Regions from separate parts of the Sus scrofa genome. Here regions 1, 2 and 4 are each linked to region 3. Evidence: chromatin contacts called from public HiChIP or PLAC-seq data. All regions are on one chromosome and are shown on one strand. The core of a region is the stretch at or near the end of the contact, and the rest is flanking DNA. Distances in the headings are between cores, read along the strand shown. Region 1 overlaps SERTAD2 (SERTA domain-containing protein 2). Region 2 overlaps SERTAD2 (SERTA domain-containing protein 2). Region 3 has its middle 100 kb from the start of SLC1A4. Region 4 overlaps SERTAD2 (SERTA domain-containing protein 2).

The links. HiChIP or PLAC-seq counts read pairs in DNA pulled down with a chosen protein or histone mark.
Region 1: an H3K27ac HiChIP or PLAC-seq map of skeletal muscle shows a contact between it and region 3, with 2.7 times the contacts expected there. The contact joins two enhancer-like sites. A contact is called at or near these places in 2 of 2 datasets of contacts at active chromatin or transcription factors (alveolar macrophages and skeletal muscle).
Region 2: an H3K27ac HiChIP or PLAC-seq map of skeletal muscle shows a contact between it and region 3. The contact joins two enhancer-like sites. A contact is called at or near these places in 2 of 2 datasets of contacts at active chromatin or transcription factors (alveolar macrophages and skeletal muscle).
Region 4: a contact with region 3 is called in an H3K27ac HiChIP or PLAC-seq map of skeletal muscle. The contact joins two enhancer-like sites. A contact is called at or near these places in 1 of 47 Hi-C or Micro-C datasets (fibroblasts) and 2 of 2 datasets of contacts at active chromatin or transcription factors (alveolar macrophages and skeletal muscle).

Annotation. Positions count from the first base shown.
Region 1 is chr3:77,237,344-77,241,579 of Sscrofa11.1, reverse strand. The region is part of intron 1 of SERTAD2 (SERTA domain-containing protein 2); the gene reads right to left. Among named protein-coding and RNA genes, the nearest start is that of SERTAD2, 47 kb to the right of the region's middle. Within about 2 kb of position 2,444, at least 1 of the 83 cell types and tissues checked has an H3K27ac peak or open chromatin away from gene starts, as enhancers often do. A contact at or near this core is called in skeletal muscle, where this site is marked.
Region 2 is chr3:77,269,620-77,274,403 of Sscrofa11.1, reverse strand. The region is part of intron 1 of SERTAD2 (SERTA domain-containing protein 2); the gene reads right to left. Among named protein-coding and RNA genes, the nearest start is that of SERTAD2, 79 kb to the right of the region's middle. Within about 2 kb of position 1,768, at least 1 of the 83 cell types and tissues checked has an H3K27ac peak or open chromatin away from gene starts, as enhancers often do. A contact at or near this core is called in skeletal muscle, where this site is marked.
Region 3 is chr3:77,068,638-77,073,434 of Sscrofa11.1, reverse strand. No RefSeq gene overlaps it. Among named protein-coding and RNA genes, the nearest start is that of SLC1A4, 100 kb to the right of the region's middle. Within about 2 kb of position 1,869, at least 41 of the 83 cell types and tissues checked have an H3K27ac peak or open chromatin away from gene starts, as enhancers often do. A contact at or near this core is called in alveolar macrophages and skeletal muscle, where this site is marked.
Region 4 is chr3:77,213,844-77,217,991 of Sscrofa11.1, reverse strand. All of the region lies in intron 1 of SERTAD2 (SERTA domain-containing protein 2), which reads right to left. Among named protein-coding and RNA genes, the nearest start is that of SERTAD2, 23 kb to the right of the region's middle. Within about 2 kb of position 2,366, at least 51 of the 83 cell types and tissues checked have an H3K27ac peak or open chromatin away from gene starts, as enhancers often do. A contact at or near this core is called in alveolar macrophages and skeletal muscle, where this site is marked.

The DNA of each region.
Region 1 (4,236 bases), core at 1,195-3,694, 170 kb before region 3:
GAACACAGGCTGTCAGTCTAGTATAGTCAACAGTAGGTCAACCAGTGCATCTGAAAGTCTTGTTTCAATAATATTCCTGTGTGATATTCTGAAGTACTTAAATTCTCAAGAATTCCCCCTTGAAACAAAAAGCTCTCTATAGAGGATCATAACTTGTACGATAAATCCAAGTTAGTATTATGAACTCTTGCCACTTCTTTTACAATTAAGACATATGGGGAATTCAAACATGTTAAACTCCATCTCAGAATTTGCCTATTCAAATACAGGCAGTCTAGCATAGTGATTAAGGCCTTGGAGGTGGATAATATGAGTACAGGTCTCAGCTCTGCCACATATTAGCTGTGAAATCTTGGGCAAAATAAGACCTGTTTTAGTGCTGTAAGGATTAACTGAATTAACTTGAATTAATTAAAAAAAGCACTTAGAGCAGTTCCTGACACAGAGAAAGCTCAGCAAGTATTAGCTATATATGACTAAGACATAAATGATTCTAGTACTCTAATATTATGAGCCATGGAACTAACGAAGCTAAATTTAAGTTCTAAGGCATATATTATTCAACTTATTAAAATTTTTTTTTTCTTTTTACAGCCGCACTTGTGGTACATGGAAGTTCCTGGGCTAGGGGTTGAATTGGAGCTGCAGCTAAGGCCTACCCTACAACCACAGCAACAGCAACAACACATCCAAGCCACATCTAGGACCTACGCTGCAGCTTGTGGTAACACCAGATCCGAAACCCAATGAGCTAGACCATGGATTGAACCCAAAGCCTCAGAGAGACAGTGTCAGGTTCTTAACCTAAGCCACAATGGGAACTCCTACTTTTAATTCTTTGAGGTGCTTTAAAGCTCTGTGTTTAACTAAATATAATTCATAAGATTGTACAGTAAGATTTTTTCAAAGAGCTCAGAGGCTTAACCTAGTTATTTATATTCTGAGCCAAATAATATCTGGTATTATTTTTTTCAAATAGACAGTCTCTAAAAGTGGGTATGTTTATCAGTTACAGGTTTTATTCTGAAAAAAAATTTCTGCAAACAGGATACATACACTTCAAAGAAGTGGTAATGAAGAATTTATGCCAATAATTACTACAAATTTGAAAGGACCATTGCAAAATCTAACTATATGAACAAGCTAGTACCAAAAAATGCTCTAATCTTAGATGTATATTTTTCCCCTCCATTTTATCAAAATGAAGCTTCTTTTATTTCTCTATCATTCCACCTTTAGCCATTCTTTAATTTCATTAACACAACATTAGACTTAGCTTCACTGTTCCTTTTCAATAGGGATGCTCCTTGAAACTAAATGTCTCTCCAATTTTGTAAAAAAAAAAAATCATAAGGCCCCAAATCCGGATAACTCGTCATATCACTGCATGTAAAAGAGTCTACGTTTAACACATAGCATTGTTGGTTTTGGTAGAGATACTGTACAAAATTTACATTTCTAGAAATCTGCTACATCCCAATATATTGGCCATTTATCTTAGTGCAAAGACCATGATTTTGTGTGTTGATCAGTGTACAGACAATCTCTGACTTCCAATGGTTCAACTTAATGATTTTTCGATTTTTATGATGGTAGGAAAGCAATATACATTCAGTAGAAATTGGACTTCGAGTGTTGAATCTGGACCTTTCCCTAGGCTAACAATGCATGTTGCATGATGCTCTCTGGTGATGCTGGGGCAGGGGAGTCACAGCTCCCAATCAGCCACGTGATCAAGGGGAAACAACCACTACAATTACAACCAGCCTGGACCCACACAACCATTGTTGTTTCACTTTCAGCACAGTATTCAATAAATTACAGGAGATATTCAACACTGTACTACAAAAGAAGCTTTGTGTTAGATGATTTTGTCCAACTGTAGGCTGATGGAAGTGCCATGAGCACACTGAAGGAAGGCTGGACTAAGCTACGATGTTCAGTAGGTTAGACGAATTACATGCATATTAAACTTAACAATGTTTTCAACTTACAGTGGGTTTATCAGGAATTATCAGTTGAGGAAGATCTGTATTTGTTTAATTCTGAGATTTGAGAGAGACCCTTTTGAGACAGGTTTGATTATCTGAAAGTCATAAAGACAGCTTCCCTTTTCAGTCATGGACGTCTGAACTTTGACAGCAGCTGTTTCACCTGGTCCTCAACCTGAAAGGCGAAGATCATCTCCTGGGTCACCGTCTAATAAGGTCTAGTAAAAATCTTACCTTGTGAGGTAGGTTGTAGTCTAATATCATATCACACTTATGAATCGGCCCCTGCCATTGTTACTAAAACTAGCAACAATAATTTCAAAGAGTATTGACTGATTTCCATGGATCGACTTATTCTCACAATAAACCTTTGAGGCAGATAATACTTTCATGCTGACTTTATAGATGAGAAATCTGAGGAGAAGCGAGATTAAGCCACAGGGCCAAGTTGCACATACTGTGAGTGACAGGGACATGATGTGAACCCAGGTCTGAGCCAGGGCCCATGCTCTTAACCACTGTATTATACTCACTCAAGATAATTTTGGGCAAGCAAGAAATAAAAATAGAGTGGTGTGAGTTGCATCATCATATTTATTTTATGCAAATTCAACTATAGGGGCTCAATTAAAAAAAGAAAACTGAAAAATAACAATTTAGGTAGCACAGGCAAGTCCCCAACTTACTCACTGTATGCCAGGGACAGAGATGGGCAACTAATTCTTTTGTGCCCTTAGTCCATTTTAGTACTTAAGTACTCCTCCTTAATGACCCAAGTACTTCTCCTTAATGAGAGTATTTAATTAAGCTGAGTGTGGTTTTAGTGTAAAGAGACATTTTTTTATATGGCACTAGTTATATACAAGTCAACTATTTCATCTGGTGTTCAGCAGAAAAAAACAGTGATTATTCCACTGCTTCTAGGGAAAACTAGCTCTCTGGGGAAACAGAATGTCAGTCCCCACTGTGTACCTTGCAAAGGGGGTTATGAGAGGAGTTTTGACCAAATGCAATTCTTGCCTTGCATGCTAACTTCAAAACACATCTTCCACCTTAGACGCAACTCCACAGATATCTATCAGTGCTGCATGTGTTACTTCAAGAACCGTAACAGAGGCCAGATAATTACAGAATGCAACTCATGCTCATCTAGGCCATTACAGGGGCTATGCAGTCTTTTATATTCCCCAGAGCATCTGTTCAGTTTTTTCCCCACTCTGCACAAAACCCCAAATAGATCCACACCCCCTTCATAGTTAGTAGCTGACAACGACACTTATTTTATAAGAAGATGGGGGCTGTGCGGCAGCAATTCCCTCCATTTACTTTTATCACAAAACTCTGTATCCTCAGGCAGCCCCTCCTGCTACCGATTGGAATCTAGTCTTGCCATTTTACTGAAACTGCTCTCTCAACAGCCACTGATGACTTGGTTGCCAAGTCCAATCACGTCTCAGTCTTCATACTCTCTCTAGCAGTGATTCTCAACCCTGGCTACAGATTAAAAGTACAAAGAAAATACTGATGCTGATGCCAAGCCCCACCCACAGATTCCAAATTAACTGGTCCTGGGTTGGCAGAGGGCTGGGTACTTGCTCCTCAGGTGATTCTACAGGGTCAAGAACTAGAGTCTACAACCTTAACTCTATTCATTAAGTCACGCTTTCTACTTGAAACCCTTAGTCGCCAAGATATCATACTTGCTGGGTATTTCTATTTCTCCCATGGTTATTCTTCAAAATCCTTGTCTGGAGTCTGTTTCTCTGATTTCATTTGCTCTGCCAATGGTTCTTTTTCCTCTCAACCCTTCATTTAAGGTTTCTACTGATCCCCAATCTCCATGTCTAATCTTGAACTCAAACCTCAGCTCCAGATCCTCACCTCACACAGGCTGTCCCTCTGAATTCAGACTCCACATGTCCAAAACCATCATACTGTGCCAGATGCCTCTCTTCTTTCCACACAGTAGCTATTTCAAATGCTATGCACTTTTTCTCAAACCCCTCATTCCACCACAGCTCTCCTTAGACCAGAAAACCTTGCTTCTACTTCACAGAGGAAATAGAAGCCTTCACAGTCTCTTAATTGGACCCCAATGTGACAAACACCTACACATGCACTTTCTCTGTATCCCAACTCCTCTGGGGCTCTTGTTCGCAGCCACCCTGGAGACCAGGACCTATCAATTACTTCCTTTCCCTTTTCTGGATCCTTCCCATCAACATCTTAGGATACTGAAGCCTAT
Region 2 (4,784 bases), core at 519-3,018, 200 kb before region 3:
TGGATGGGTCCATCTGCTGGCTATGGAGCACCCGATAAAAATACCACACCTTTAAATCTGTATAACTGGGGAGTTCCCGTCGTGGCGCAGTGGTTAACGAATCCGACTAGGAACCATGAGGTTGCGGGTTTGCTCCCTGCCCTTGCTCAGTGGGTTAACGATCCGGCGTTGCCGTGAGCTGTGGTGTAGGTTGCAGACGCGGCTCGGATCCCGCGTTGCTGTGGCTCTGGCGTAGGCCGGTGGCTACAGCTCCGATTCAACCCCTAGCCTGGGAACCTTCATATGCCGCGGAAGCGGCCCAAGAAATAGCAACAACAACAACAACAACAATAACAACAACAAAAAGACAAAAAAAAATAAAAATAAAAAATAAAAAAAAATCTGTATAATTACTTATTTATACACTTTATAAAGCATATTGACATCATCTTATTCGCTCCTCACACCCTAAAGCCCCAAGAGCCAGCTACTACTATTCAGCTTTACACTTGAGGAATTGAGGTTCCAAGAAAACTTTCTCAAGATGCCACAATGACCAAGCACAAAGCCTAGAGTCTCAATGTAGTTTTTAATCTTCAAATTCACTTTACTTAACCATCTAATGAAGAGTCTTTGCCAAAGCAATTCAGATGGGAACTTTAATCCTGGTGATCTATCGATCCATTTATCTGTGTATCTACCTATTTATAAAGCAGCAAAATTTTAACATCTCCTTTAAAAATATATCTTATCTTTTTCTTTTTAATATGCCCACACACCGGCTGAGTTTCCATAAACGGCTTTAGTTCGGAGTGGGATTTTATGACTGAATCTTAAACACTTAAATAAATAGAAAATGCTGAGATGGTCTAAGCTAATAAACAAAAGCATCAGCTCTAAAAACAAAAAGCTCAACATGTATAGCTTTTATAAATATTTGGGTGCTATATGAAATGCTGCAGTTATCCCAAGGGTGTATTTTATTTATATTTCTTATGGACTACTATGCTTCCATGTAATTTCAACCCACATACATTGATGACACACACAGAGCTTAAAATGCCATGATTCATCTGGCTACCACAGTCACGCAGCTCAGTGATATACCCATTGGACATGAAGCTGCACTCTGCGTAATGTACATTCACGCTCTTCTGCTCCCACTGTGCGTTGCTATAACTCCCGCAAAGCATACTCATCCACCTCCGACCCACCCTCCCACTTGGAGGAGAGCTCCTGCCATGACTGAAGTAAACAAAAAAAGATTATATAAAGCACCCTTCATCAGAAACCATCTTTTCCATGTTAACAATTCAAAAAAGTATTCCTTTTGAGTGGGGCCACTTTCATACCATTACCTTTTGCTTCTCTGCAGAGAAACCAAAGTACAAAATACAGAGTTTTTTGAGATTATTGAACATGTAATTAAGCAAACTATAGTCAGGATTTTCCGACATGCCTAACAACACAAACTCTGGAGTCAAGTAGTCCTGAGACAGACAGGGTTTCAAGTTCCAGCTTGACCATGTGCTGGCGATCTGACCTTAGGCAACTTGCTTAAGCTTCAATTTTCTCAACTGTGAAAAGGAGACAGAATTGGGACCTGAGGCATGGTGTTATCACGTGGGTTAAGTGAGATTATGTATGCAAAGATGTTAGCACAGCCCCTGAAAATAGTAAACAAAGGTAGTTATTTTTGTTATAATGATTACTGAAGTACATAACGCACATTAAATTCAATGCTGTGCCAGTGGCCACTGGCCTAAGAAGAGCTCCCTTGCTCCTCCCCAGCAGGCCTGGTCATGGCTGCCAACTGTGATGAATCTTAGGTGCCGGTCTGGGATATACACTGGAGATGAGATGGTGCTCCACTCATTTAAGGCATTAGGTCAGACCAGAGTACAAGAAAAAGGCATTTTTCTTGAATAAATCTCATTGTATGACTAGCATTCAAAATGTAACTCTGTCTCTGCAATTCAATATAAAACCAACTCCAGCTTTTTTTCCCTTTGTCTAACAAACGTTTACTGGCTATCCACTGTGTCAGGCCCTAGGCTAGCCTGGGAACTTCCATGTGCCATAAAAAGGAAAAAAAGAAAAAAGAAAGAAAGAAAGAAAAAAGGAAAAAGGAACTGAGAGGATGTTAAGATCTCTGGATTATTATTTGTAATTTCTTCCTCCTCATCCCTCTGCTTTAATTATATTCTGATGGGAAAATATGTACATAACAAAGCACAATAAAGAGTAGGAAAAATGAGCTACTTTCTTCAGTGGCTTTAAAATATAAGTAACAGGAGCAGCCAGCACATCTCTTCCTACTTTCATTGCTGTAAATGGCCTACAATACATTTTTTTTCCACCTTAAAAAAAAAAAAATGCCAGTAATGTTTGGCAAGCCAATGTAAAGAAATGAAAAACATACACAAAAAAATGTAGAAAGCTTTAAGTATCATCAGGAGTAGATGTACGCACTTTCTTTAATACCCATTATACCTCTATGCAACTGAGCCTCAGATCTCCAACTGAAAAATACTGGTGCCCATCATAGATACAAATATCTCCTCTGGTCCATGCTTTTATCCTGTTTGATGGATTATAAGCTTGAATGGTACATTAGGATTTACATTTGACAATGACTAAAGAAATACTAACTGGAGTTCCCATCGTGGCGCAGAGGTTAACGAATCAGACTAGGAACCATGATGGTGGCGGGTTCAATCCCGGGCCTTGCTTCTGTGGGTTAAGGATCCGGCATTGCCATGAGCTGTGGTGTAGGTTGTAGACGCAGCTCGGATCCTGAGTTGCTGTGGCTGTGGCTGTGGCCAGTGGCCACAGCTCTGATTAGACCCCTAGCCTGAGAATCTCCATATACCACAGGAACGGCCCTAGAAGAGGCAAAAAAAAAAAAAAAAAAAAAAGAAAGAAAAGAAAAGAAAAGAAAAATACTAACAGTGGTTGAAATGACTAAGAGTTTATATATTTTTTTCTCACAATATCTGAAGTATGGGGTTAGCAGCTCAGGACTTCAAAGATGGTTCAAAAACATCCTCATGGTACTCAGGGTCATAAGAAGGCTGCTATCCACCAGCTATTTCATCTACATTCTATGTAAGAATAAAGTCAGAAGTCTTTGCTTTGTGAGGCTTTGTCTTTTTATTCAAGAAGGGATATTCTCCCCTAGGGACCTCTACCCACATCTTACAGAAAAGAACAGAGCCAAAACATAGCCAGCTCATCTAGAAGGTAGCTTAGCACAGAGCTACCCCAAATAGAACCAGAATTCTCTTAAAACAGAATGAGGGGGAGAGGATTCTGGGAAGATGGCAGAGCAGGAAGCACCACCAATCAGTCTCTTCACCTACACAATAATCTCGCTGGCAGAATCTGAATGATGTAACTATTTTGGAACTCTGGAGTCTGTGGAAGGCTTACAACTTTTAGGGCAAGACTTATATGGTAAACTGCAGTAAATTTTAGTTAATTTCAATCAATTACAGCTCTTAGTGCAGTAACAGCTAGCCACTCTCCTACCCCAGCTGTACACAGGTTCCTCTAGTAGCTTATAAGTGCCGAGGGAGCAAAAAGGACACTGTCCTCTAAATATTAGGGGTCTGTTTTGACTGTTGCTTCTAATGATGGAAGTGAAAACAAAAAGGTCATAGCAATTGTTACTGTGACTGCCCCTAATTATTATAAGCCCCTCTCCCTTCCCCTTAAGTGACTTCCTGGGGATTTAAAAGACCAGCACCTACCCCCCAACCATTTTCATTTTTCACATTTTACTCTTGTTGTTAAAGACTTGGACATTAAAAAAACAACTTCAATAATAGGGAAAATAAGAACAGAACCATGTATGCCCATAAAAAGGCTCAGAAAAGATCTGAGAAGACCTTAAATTTATACCTCAGGCTGATCTATGACCTATCACATTCAGCCTCTCACATTCAAAAAACAAAACAAAACAAACAGGAGGTCCTGTTGTGGCTCAGTGGTTAACGAATCTGACTAGGAACCACGAGGTTGCGGGTTCAATCCCTGGCCTTGCTCAGTGGGTTAAGGATCCAGCGTTGCCGTGAGCTGTGGTGTAGGTTGCAGACGCAGCTCAGAGCCCATGTTGCTGTGGCTGTGGTGTAGGCCAGCAGTTACAGCTCCGATTAGACCCCTAGCCTGGGAACCTCCATATGCTGTGGTGTGAGCAACCCTAGGAAAGGCAAAAAGACAAAAAAAAAAAAAAAAAAAAAAAAAAAAAAACAATGCAGAAACAAGCAAACCTTGAGGAAGGGAGAGAGATTCTGATTTCCAGAGTCACCGCATTATTAGATTCAAATGTTCAGTGTTCAACAACAGAAACAAAAAAATCACAAGGCATACAAAGAAACAGGAAAATATGACCCATTCCAAGGATAATAAAAGAAATCAACAGAAACCATCCTCGAAAAAGACCTAATGGAGACATACTAGACAAAGACTTAAAAAACAACTATTTTAAAAATGCTTTAAGAACTAAAGGAAGGTGTAGGAGTTCCCATCATGGCACAGCAGAAACAAATCCAACTAGGAACCATGAGGTTGTGGGTTCCGCACTAAAGGAAGGTGTAGAGAAAGTCAAGAAAATGATGTGTGAACAAAATGGAAATTTCAATAAAGAGAAATAAAACCTAAAAAGGAAAATAAAAAGAAGTTCTAGAGTTGAATGTACTATAACTTAAATGAAAAGTTCACTAGAAAGGTTCAAATAAACCTTTGCATGGAAGAAAGAATCAGCAAATTGAAGATAAGACAATGGAAATTATCAAATCTGAGAA
Region 3 (4,797 bases), core at 620-3,119:
GTATTTTCTGTTATATTCCCAGGGCCATGCCTTGCATATGGGGGACTCTTAGTAAATGCATGTTGAATGACTGAGGCTAGAACTGAATGGAGAAGGAAGTGACCAGCTTGATGGGGGAGGGTGTCCTAGAGGCAACTGCTGGGCCAGAGATAGGGAGGCTGCCAAATTCAGGGACCCTGAGGGGCTAGGCTGGCTACAAGGGAGGACACATGGCACACAGGAGAGCGGGAGGAGAAAAGCCTGCACAGTAAGAGGGTTTGAACACTTGAACGCTGTCACTCCAATTCCTTTGAATTAGTGGGTGCCACTGACAATTATGAATCAAGGACATGATATGTTCAAAGTAAAGGCTTTAAGATGATTAATATGGCTGAAGGGTATACATTTCTGAGTGTCTTTAACTAAGTGCTGTCCCCTGGGGGCACAGAATTTTAGAAGACAAAGACATCTAGAAGAATCTGGGAGCCCAAGGGAGCTGGGGATCTGTCCCCTTGGAGCGAGATGCAAGAAAAACCCATTATCCAACCTTTTAGGGACCAATATTGAGTTCCCAGTTTTGGAAGATCTCCCTGGGTAATTAAGGGTTTGTTGAGCTGCACAGCAGGCACTCGTACACGTGTTAGTGCGCTGGTGCCCCGTGTTCCTTACACCTTCCCCCCAACACACACGCACACACGCACACGAACAAAGAAATTGCTTTTTTTCACCCTGTGACTGAACACAGCTTCAGCAGACCCCCAGCTACGGATATCCCCGACCCAGCTCCTTGCCTTCCCAGCCCCCTCCACCCAATTCCATTGTCAGAGCGGAACAAAAGGCCCAAGGCATCCTGGGTTAAAGGATTTTAACTCTGCCAATCCCAGGAGGCTCCAACAAGAAGCAGCTTCCTGCAGGAGAAAAGTGACTGAGACATCTCCCCAGGGGACAGGGTTTTTTTTTTTTTTTTTTTTTTTCCTTTTTTCCTGGTCTGAAAAAAGAGAACCCAGCTGTCAATCAGATACCACCCCCCGCCCCCGCCAGCTTCCCTCCCCAGCCCCCACCCCGAGATTAGGAGCTTTCTCTCCTAGAGAACTCCCAGCAGCCTAACGTGTCTTTAGGTCTCTTCGCGGATGACTTCTATTTATGGCTGTCAGGCTTCCATCCAAGCCCTAGGGATGGTGCCCGCCACCACCACCAGACAGGACTTTCCCTCCCTCTGCCGCGCTCCTCTTCGTCATCCTGCCCCTGCATCCCTGCCTTCACCCTGTGCGGGTAATGCTGCCCTGAGCGCCCCGATTGCCCCCCCATCCCCACCTCCGCGACCACGCACCCCTGGTCCCACCCCTACCCCCACCCCACCCCGACCCTCGGCGCCATACGACGCTAGGGGCCAGGCGGCAAGCTGGGGCTGTCCGGCCGCTGAGGGCCATAGGTGGACCCTCCACCGACCCGCGCGGCCACCAGCTCCTGAACTTGGCCGAAACGAACCTGTCTATTGTAGCAAAAAGCTACGGGTTTGTTGGTTGCTAGCAAGGGCGTTTGCAGGACCGAGGTTCGGTGTGCTTTTTTCCACGTGCCTCTGTCCTAACCGGTGAGTAGCATCTGGTGAGCCCATGCTGGCTGTCCTGACTCCAGTCCCAGAGGTTTCCGGGACAAAACTGCTTTTGGTGTTAGACCCCTTTTGCTCTTTCTGGAACTAAAGTTCAGTATGCATTTTTTTTCTTAAGTTTTTCACTTAGAAAAGATACCGGGTAAATTAGAAACATGTTTGGGAAAGAAGTGAGCAATCAATGCTGGCATTTAAACGACACAAAAATGCCCACACCAGGCCACACGCCCAGGCGGACACGGCGCTCCCGGCGACCGAGCAGCGCCCTCTGGTGGGCTCTCGGGGGGCCGGCCGTCCCCACCCTCAGTCTCCTGAGGGAGCGCGGAGAGCAGCTTCCCTGAGGCTGAGGAACTCGGGACCTTTCTTGGAAGGAAGGGAATTCAAACTGTGCGACGCCAAGGTCCTGGGAGATGCCTTTTGTGGTTCCGGGGCTAGTACCCAGGCCAAGAACCTGATGAAGGGGCTAAAAATCCTGGTTCCATTCTCAGTGGCTGCCTGCTTTGATTCTTTTAAAAATTGAAATGCCTGGAAAGAGAGTAACCCCTAAAACAAGGGCAGGTGGCCGGCTCCGTCAAAAAATCACCAAGGTCACCACCAAAAGACACGATTCAACCATGGTATATACGTTATGTATGGCGGTAACATTTAATAAGTATCATTAAATGTATTATTAAACATTAATACTTATTATTAATAAGTATTATTAAATTCTTTAAAAAAAAGAATCTTTTTCCCCCTGTTAGTAGTTCCTGGGGGCATCCTTTTGTACTCTGAACAGCAGTGTTATTTTAGGCTGCCCCATCCCCAGTAGCCATTTCCTCTCTTTCAATTTGCCCCTAGTATTCTAGTTCCTTGTACATCCTACATACTTCTGCCCTTTGGCCAGCTTCTCCTCATCCTCACAGCTGCTACCTAAGTTGAGGTTCACACAGCTTATTTTCTGGATGGGGGGAACTCCAGTGAGAGCAGCTGGAGCCAATCCATGGCACACAGGATCCCAGGTCCACAGGACTGTCTTGGATCCTCTTTCTGCCCAACATGCAACACCAGCATGTCTGCCAAGAGGTGGCCACCTTCCCGTGGGCAGTAGAGTACTCCTGGTTTAGCTTCTCTAGCTGGAGTTTCTCCCCAGAAGAGTATGGAAGGCGGAAGAGGTGAGGGTGCTGGGTTTCTGAGAAAACAGGCAGTTCTCCCCCAGCCCCCCATTCTTTTCCTCTGAATCTCTTTTCCCTGTCTGAAGGGTTTCTACCTATCCATACTGTCTGGTGGGAGTTCCTCCAGCTTCATACCTTCCTTCTCTTTGAGCTATTTTCTGCTGTATTTATTGCTACACAACAAGCCACCCAGTAAAGAAACATGTATTTATTTGCTCCTCACTCTGTGGGTCAGCTGGGCGGTTTCTAGCCTGGCTCTGCTGGGCCTGTGTATGTGTCTATAGTGAGCTGGCAGGTCCCTGGATGGTTTAGGATAGCCTCACCCACACATCTGGTGGTTAGCACACTGTCAGCTGGGGTGAAAGGGCGAGTGGACCACTGACCAACAGTTGAGCCGACCCCAGGCTTCTTGCTGTAGCAGTGGGGTTCCGGATGGGGAGAGCAGAAGCCACAAGGCTTCTTGAGGTCTAAGCTGGGAACAGGCCACCCTTGCTTTTGCCACATTCTCTTGGTTTAATTGAGTCACCAGGCCGGGACAGACTCAAGAGATGGGGAAGCAGATTCTAACTCCTGATGAAAGGCACTGCAAAATATTGTAGTCATTTTTGCAACCCCCATACTAGCCCTCTTTTCCCTTGGACACACTACCAATAAGTCAACACTTCCAAGGTATTAAATCCCTTATTGGCCCCTAGGACAGGCAGCATAGCTCAGCACTGAAACACACAAGTCCAGCAGTCAATGTGCCTGGGTTCAAACCCACATTTATCAGATGTGTGTGTGACCCAGGAAAGTTACCTTACCTTTCTGGACCTCAGTTTTCTAATCTATATAAATGGAAGTTGTTGTAAATATTAAACAATCCATGTTAAGTACTTATGCAGTGTCTGGCACACCATAAGCACCTGATAAAACGTCAGCTCTTGTGCCATGAGGGGACAACTGCCTGCCCACCTTGATTGCTGAGGCCACCAACACCGTCCATCTTCCACAGCTGCCCAAAGCCCCCTCCCTCTGCTGCTGACACTGGCAGTCCCCAGTGCCAGCTCTGCTGTTTTTTCCAGTGCCCCACTAAGAAGCTAGGGAAACGGCCCTGGCAGTTTTTACCAGCTTTTTCAGTGAAGCCCATCTCTCTAGAGCTGGGACAACGAGCTGTTACAAAAAGAGCTCTGAAGTCAGACTCCAGGTTTGTTTCCAGCTCTTCTTCCCGAGGGACTTAGACAAGCTGATTCATCTCTCAGTTTCAGTTTCTTCGTCTGTAAAATGGAGGCAACAGCACTGCCTCCCACAAAGCATGTAAAGTTTAATATGAAGAATGTAAGAGCCTGTGCTTCAAAAATGCTGGCACTCCCAGGACACAGAACCTTGTTGTCCCTCCCAGACGTGCTGAGAAATTGCCATGGATGAATACTTTTTCCCAGAAATATCCTTAGTCATTCATACCACCCTCCCTTCCTCAGCCCACTGAGATCCTGGGGAACAGGCTGCGCTCTGCCTGCAGCTGAGGAGTGAGTGTTTGGCTCCTTCCCTCAACTTCAGACAACCTGACTGAGGTTCCATTTTCAACGTGGCATCTCTAATACTCAGCATGTGAGTTGGCATAGTAGGTGCTCAACACATATTTGATGAAAGAAAGAATGACTGGATGGGGATGTGGGAGAGGAAAGCCCACCAAGGCCCTCTACCCGCCTAGGTCCATAGCTGGGTCTATGAAATAACTTACAACAGGCAGATTAATAGGACAAGCGGTATATACGTTTCTTGATTTTTAACATTACTTGGGCAGGAGTGTCACAGGGAAAAAAGTGAATACCCAGAAAGGAGATGAGATTTGAGAGCTTATATACCATCTTAATAGGGAAGGGGCAATTCCAGGGAAAGATGAGCCAGTCGTTTGAAGAACAGGTGGGAGATGTGATAGTTTGTCACAAGTCTGACTGGGTGTGGTTCAATCCCTGGTCTCGCTCAGTGAGTTAAGGATCCAGCATTGCCGTGAGCTGTGGTGTAGGTCACAGATGAGGCTGGGATCTGGAGCTTCTCTGGCTGTGGTGTAGG
Region 4 (4,148 bases), core at 1,117-3,616, 140 kb before region 3:
TGCTAGAGCCAGAGGTGGGAAGACGGTGAAGCTGGGTGTTATCAAGGAGCTTGTTCCCACCTCAGTGATACTGGAGTCAAAAGACATGGATTCCAGTCGAAGCTCTAGCACTGTGTACTCGGCTGGATGCCCTTCAACCAATCGGAACCTCTCAGAATTCTGTTTCTCTCATTTATAAAGGGGAAGAGCAGTTCTTCAGAAGACAGTTACAGCTGCGGGTGTTCAATAAAGTAATGCTGAGAGCACTTCAGAACCGCAACGCACCATACAAATCCAGGTGGTATCACTCCGAAATGCTCAAATAAATAGCTAGTGCTATTAAGAAGGGTTAAAATTCAAATTCCACCTTGTTTTCTGCCCCTATTATATCCACTGTGGAACAGACTGCAAGGCAATTACTTAAAGAGTTAAAAATCTAAGGCCAGCTTGGCTCTCCCACTGCTCTCCCACTGACTTCACTTATCTAACATCTGTCCTCTGCCCTTACTACTATGTGTTTACAATTACAAACAGCCTCTCGCAGCGACGAGAAACTCCATGTTGTTAAGTGATAGACTGGGACACTTTAGGCACCAGTTTTTGAAGTTCCAGCCGGGCTGGGCACATCCCCCGCAGCTATTCCTGTAAGTGGTGGGCACGGGCCTCCCCCAAGAGCTGCACTGGGGAAGCCCCGGACCGCGCACGCTGCATGGGCCCCTCCACCCCACCCCACCCCAGCACACCCAGACCTTGAGACTTCACTGCTCCCACAGAAATGAGGGGCTCTGACTGGCAGCTCTTACTTATTCTTTGTCACAGACAGAAAGAAGCAAGAGAGAAGCTAGAGAGTCGTGAGGCAGTGACCTGTTCCTTTGTTAAAGTAGATTTGACGCACTGCCCCCTAGTCCTTCAACCTGCTATAATTCTGAAAACCAGCAGTACCGTCTTTTAAAGGCAAAACTACTTTTTTCCATCGAGTGAAATAAGAAGTAAAATAAACAACTCTCCTGGTTCATTTTAAGGTATGGAATAAAATGTTTCTTTCACCGCCAAGGTACTTTGTTTCCTCGGGTATACTTTAGTCAACCACTTATACAGATGCTAGCTTATTAAGGTTGATGAACAGAGTTATTTTCTGATTATCAGAGTTTCATTTAAAAGGCCTTTTTGAGGGCCTACTATGTACCAAAGTGCAATTTTAGAAGGCCTTTTTTTTATGATATTTGCCTTAACACATAGGATTTAATCACATTTTCTGTCAGGGGTAAACTAAAATCAACATTAGTTTGCATTCCCTAAACATACACATCACAATCAGGGGAGCTGGCTCAAGTTGTGGCATTCGGCAGAAAAGTTAACGTCCGACTAATTTACCGTGGATGGTCCCCACACATCTAAACCCTCTTCCTGCCTATTCTTCAATGTCACGTTGAAAAACCGACTCAGAGGCAAAAACAGAAAACCCAGAATCATCTACAACCTGAAGTATTCCCAAACGACTATAAATCATGAAAGGTCATTGTTCTTTTTCACGTGAGAAAGACAACTATTTATACAACAAATAAGTTATATTTTAGCCAGTAGCTCAACCCTCCCCTCCTTCCCAATAAAATTCTAATTTCGAACTAGTTGAACGACCCCTTCATGTTGGTTTTGTCTCTTCCTGTTAACGACACAAAAGAATTAGGATCATCCATCCTCTCATTTTATGTAGCTTTCAGAGGCCAAATAAAGAACAGGATCATCTTGTTAATAAATCTTTCCAATTAGGCTGGTGAGTGCAGAGTTATGCTAGATTTCTCAAAAGGATCTCTCTGAGGCGAGGGAGTGGGTTAACGTATTGTCTGGGAGTTCCCAAGTGCAACAAGACTGTATCTGATTTTAATGCACAGATGTCTTGACTGGGAAAGAACTCATAAATCATCATCCCACACATTTTAGATGGGAGAGGAAGTGGCAGAATAGAACAATTAACAATTACCGAAGAAGTTATTTAAAATAGGAAAAAGAGAGACACAATATTCTTTAGAAGGCCTGAATTGCAGCCACTGTATCACGGGCTACTTTTTAATTCTCTAGACTTGCATGAGCTCATTTCTAAAATAGGAATAACTACCATTCTGCTCATGACACGGGTGTCTTGTTAGGATTATATGTGAAAATTCAAGGTCAGGTCCTTCACAAACCATTTTAAAGGGCTATGCCAGTATTCCTGACGTCAACCAATTTCTCTGCCCTGCGTTTATTCAAGTGTGAGTGAAGATGATCAAAGCCAGTGACAGGCCTTCAGCAGACCTGTCAATTGAGAATCTCTAAAGTGGGTCCACTATCACGGCTGCTGGGGTGACGTCAGGCTGTTGTTTACAGGAGAAGAGAGGCTGCCAATTTCCACCCAGCAGAAGACCGCAGCAGCCAGCCTCCTTTGGCTGTGTGTGAGCAAGAATGGACTCTTTATGTGTGGCATGTGTGGACATGCAGTGGTTCACATGCGGGGCACCAAAACAAGAAGACAGCTTTGTGCGTGCGCACCAGCACACGCTTCTCGCCTGGAGTTGTCACTGAGAAGGCGAAGCAAAGTGGATCAAAATGCAACTTTCACTTTTGTTACTCTGAAGGAGGAAAAAAAACTGCCACTCTCAGAAACTTCACCTTGAGATTTTTTTAAAAAGCATTTTTAAAGCAGAACGATTGATCCTTCTACTTCTTACAGACTCCTCCTCACATTCTACAAACATTCAGTAACAAAAAGAATTGTGGAAGATATATTTCAAAGGATATATTCAGATGGCAGCAACTGAGTTTTAAAGGAACAACTTCCTTTTCAGCAGAGTTGGAGTTGCTTCCTCCTATAAGTTCAGGAAGTACTGACTCAAGTATTAACACACTCTAACCGAATCCACTTTGGGGAGATATTTTGTTAAGTTTATTACTATAAAAGAAAAAAAAAATCTGGCTTATTAACATATGCCCATTCATGAAATTTCCTGGCAGAAAGCAATCTAACATTAAATCAAATTTAGAAGGGCCAAAAGAAAATAGGAGATGCATTCATTATACTCTCTCTTCAATTATCCATCACCTTCTGGGACAGCAGTCAAATCAGGAATAATATGGGAAGCAGATCATGTTTACAACTGGCACTGAAACTTTACTTCAGACAATAAATCTAGTCTAAATCGTTAAGGTTGGAACACTGAAGAAGAGATGTGGGAAATATTTTTGGAACCTGGAAGTGTGTTTTCTTTGGTCCTGTTGTAAGAGTGTATATCTGAAAAGGAGAAAAAGTACTGCTCAAGAATAAAATGAAACTGAGGTACAATCCTGGGTTCTATTTTTTGGCCTTGTGGATGATTGTAGTATAATTCTCGGTCAACTACTGAACCAAGATGTGCCTTATTCTTAGCATCTGAGAAATGGGGATGATGATGGCAAATATTACTTTCCAAAATTTAGGAGAACATAAGAAAAAAGATAATGAGTGGAAGTCTCACACAACGTTATGTTACAGGAATTAGAAAATAATAGCCACATGGGCTGAGAATCCTGCCTGATATTGGCCAACTCCTTGGAAAGCTGGGGAGGAAAGTGTGCTAAACAAGTAGGAAGTGTTATTAGCACTTCCTTCATTTTATAGTTAGACATAACAGTAGCATGAAATACATGGCACCAGTTCAATTTTTCCAGGGCTGGTTCCAGCAAGTAACATTGGCCACATATTCTTAAACACATAAAGAAACTTGACGGGCCATCCTGGGCACCTTCTTTAATGTGAAGGCTTAAAAAGGGATGCCTTTCTACTTTGCAGAAAGACTTGGAGTAGTTTTAGTTTATATATTACACATTTGGATATACCGTTGGCTGTTGTCAGCTTCATTTCTTCATGTGCTGAAGGACACCTGATCACACAGGTCAGTGATGCTACAAAACAATGACAGCAAAACGGTGGCACACAGTAATGTGAATAGTCTGGATGTCAGGGATGTTTTAAATGTATAGGAACTGTGCTGCCTGAATGGAGCAGTGATTAAAGCAGAGCATCACACACCCTGAGCCAGAACAACACTCATAAACTTTATTTTTAGTTTAAAAGAGGTAAAACTGTGCATAAAGCAGTCAACTTGTCAGTCAAGGCAATAAGCAAGAGGAGCAATAAGAGAAATCAAACTGAT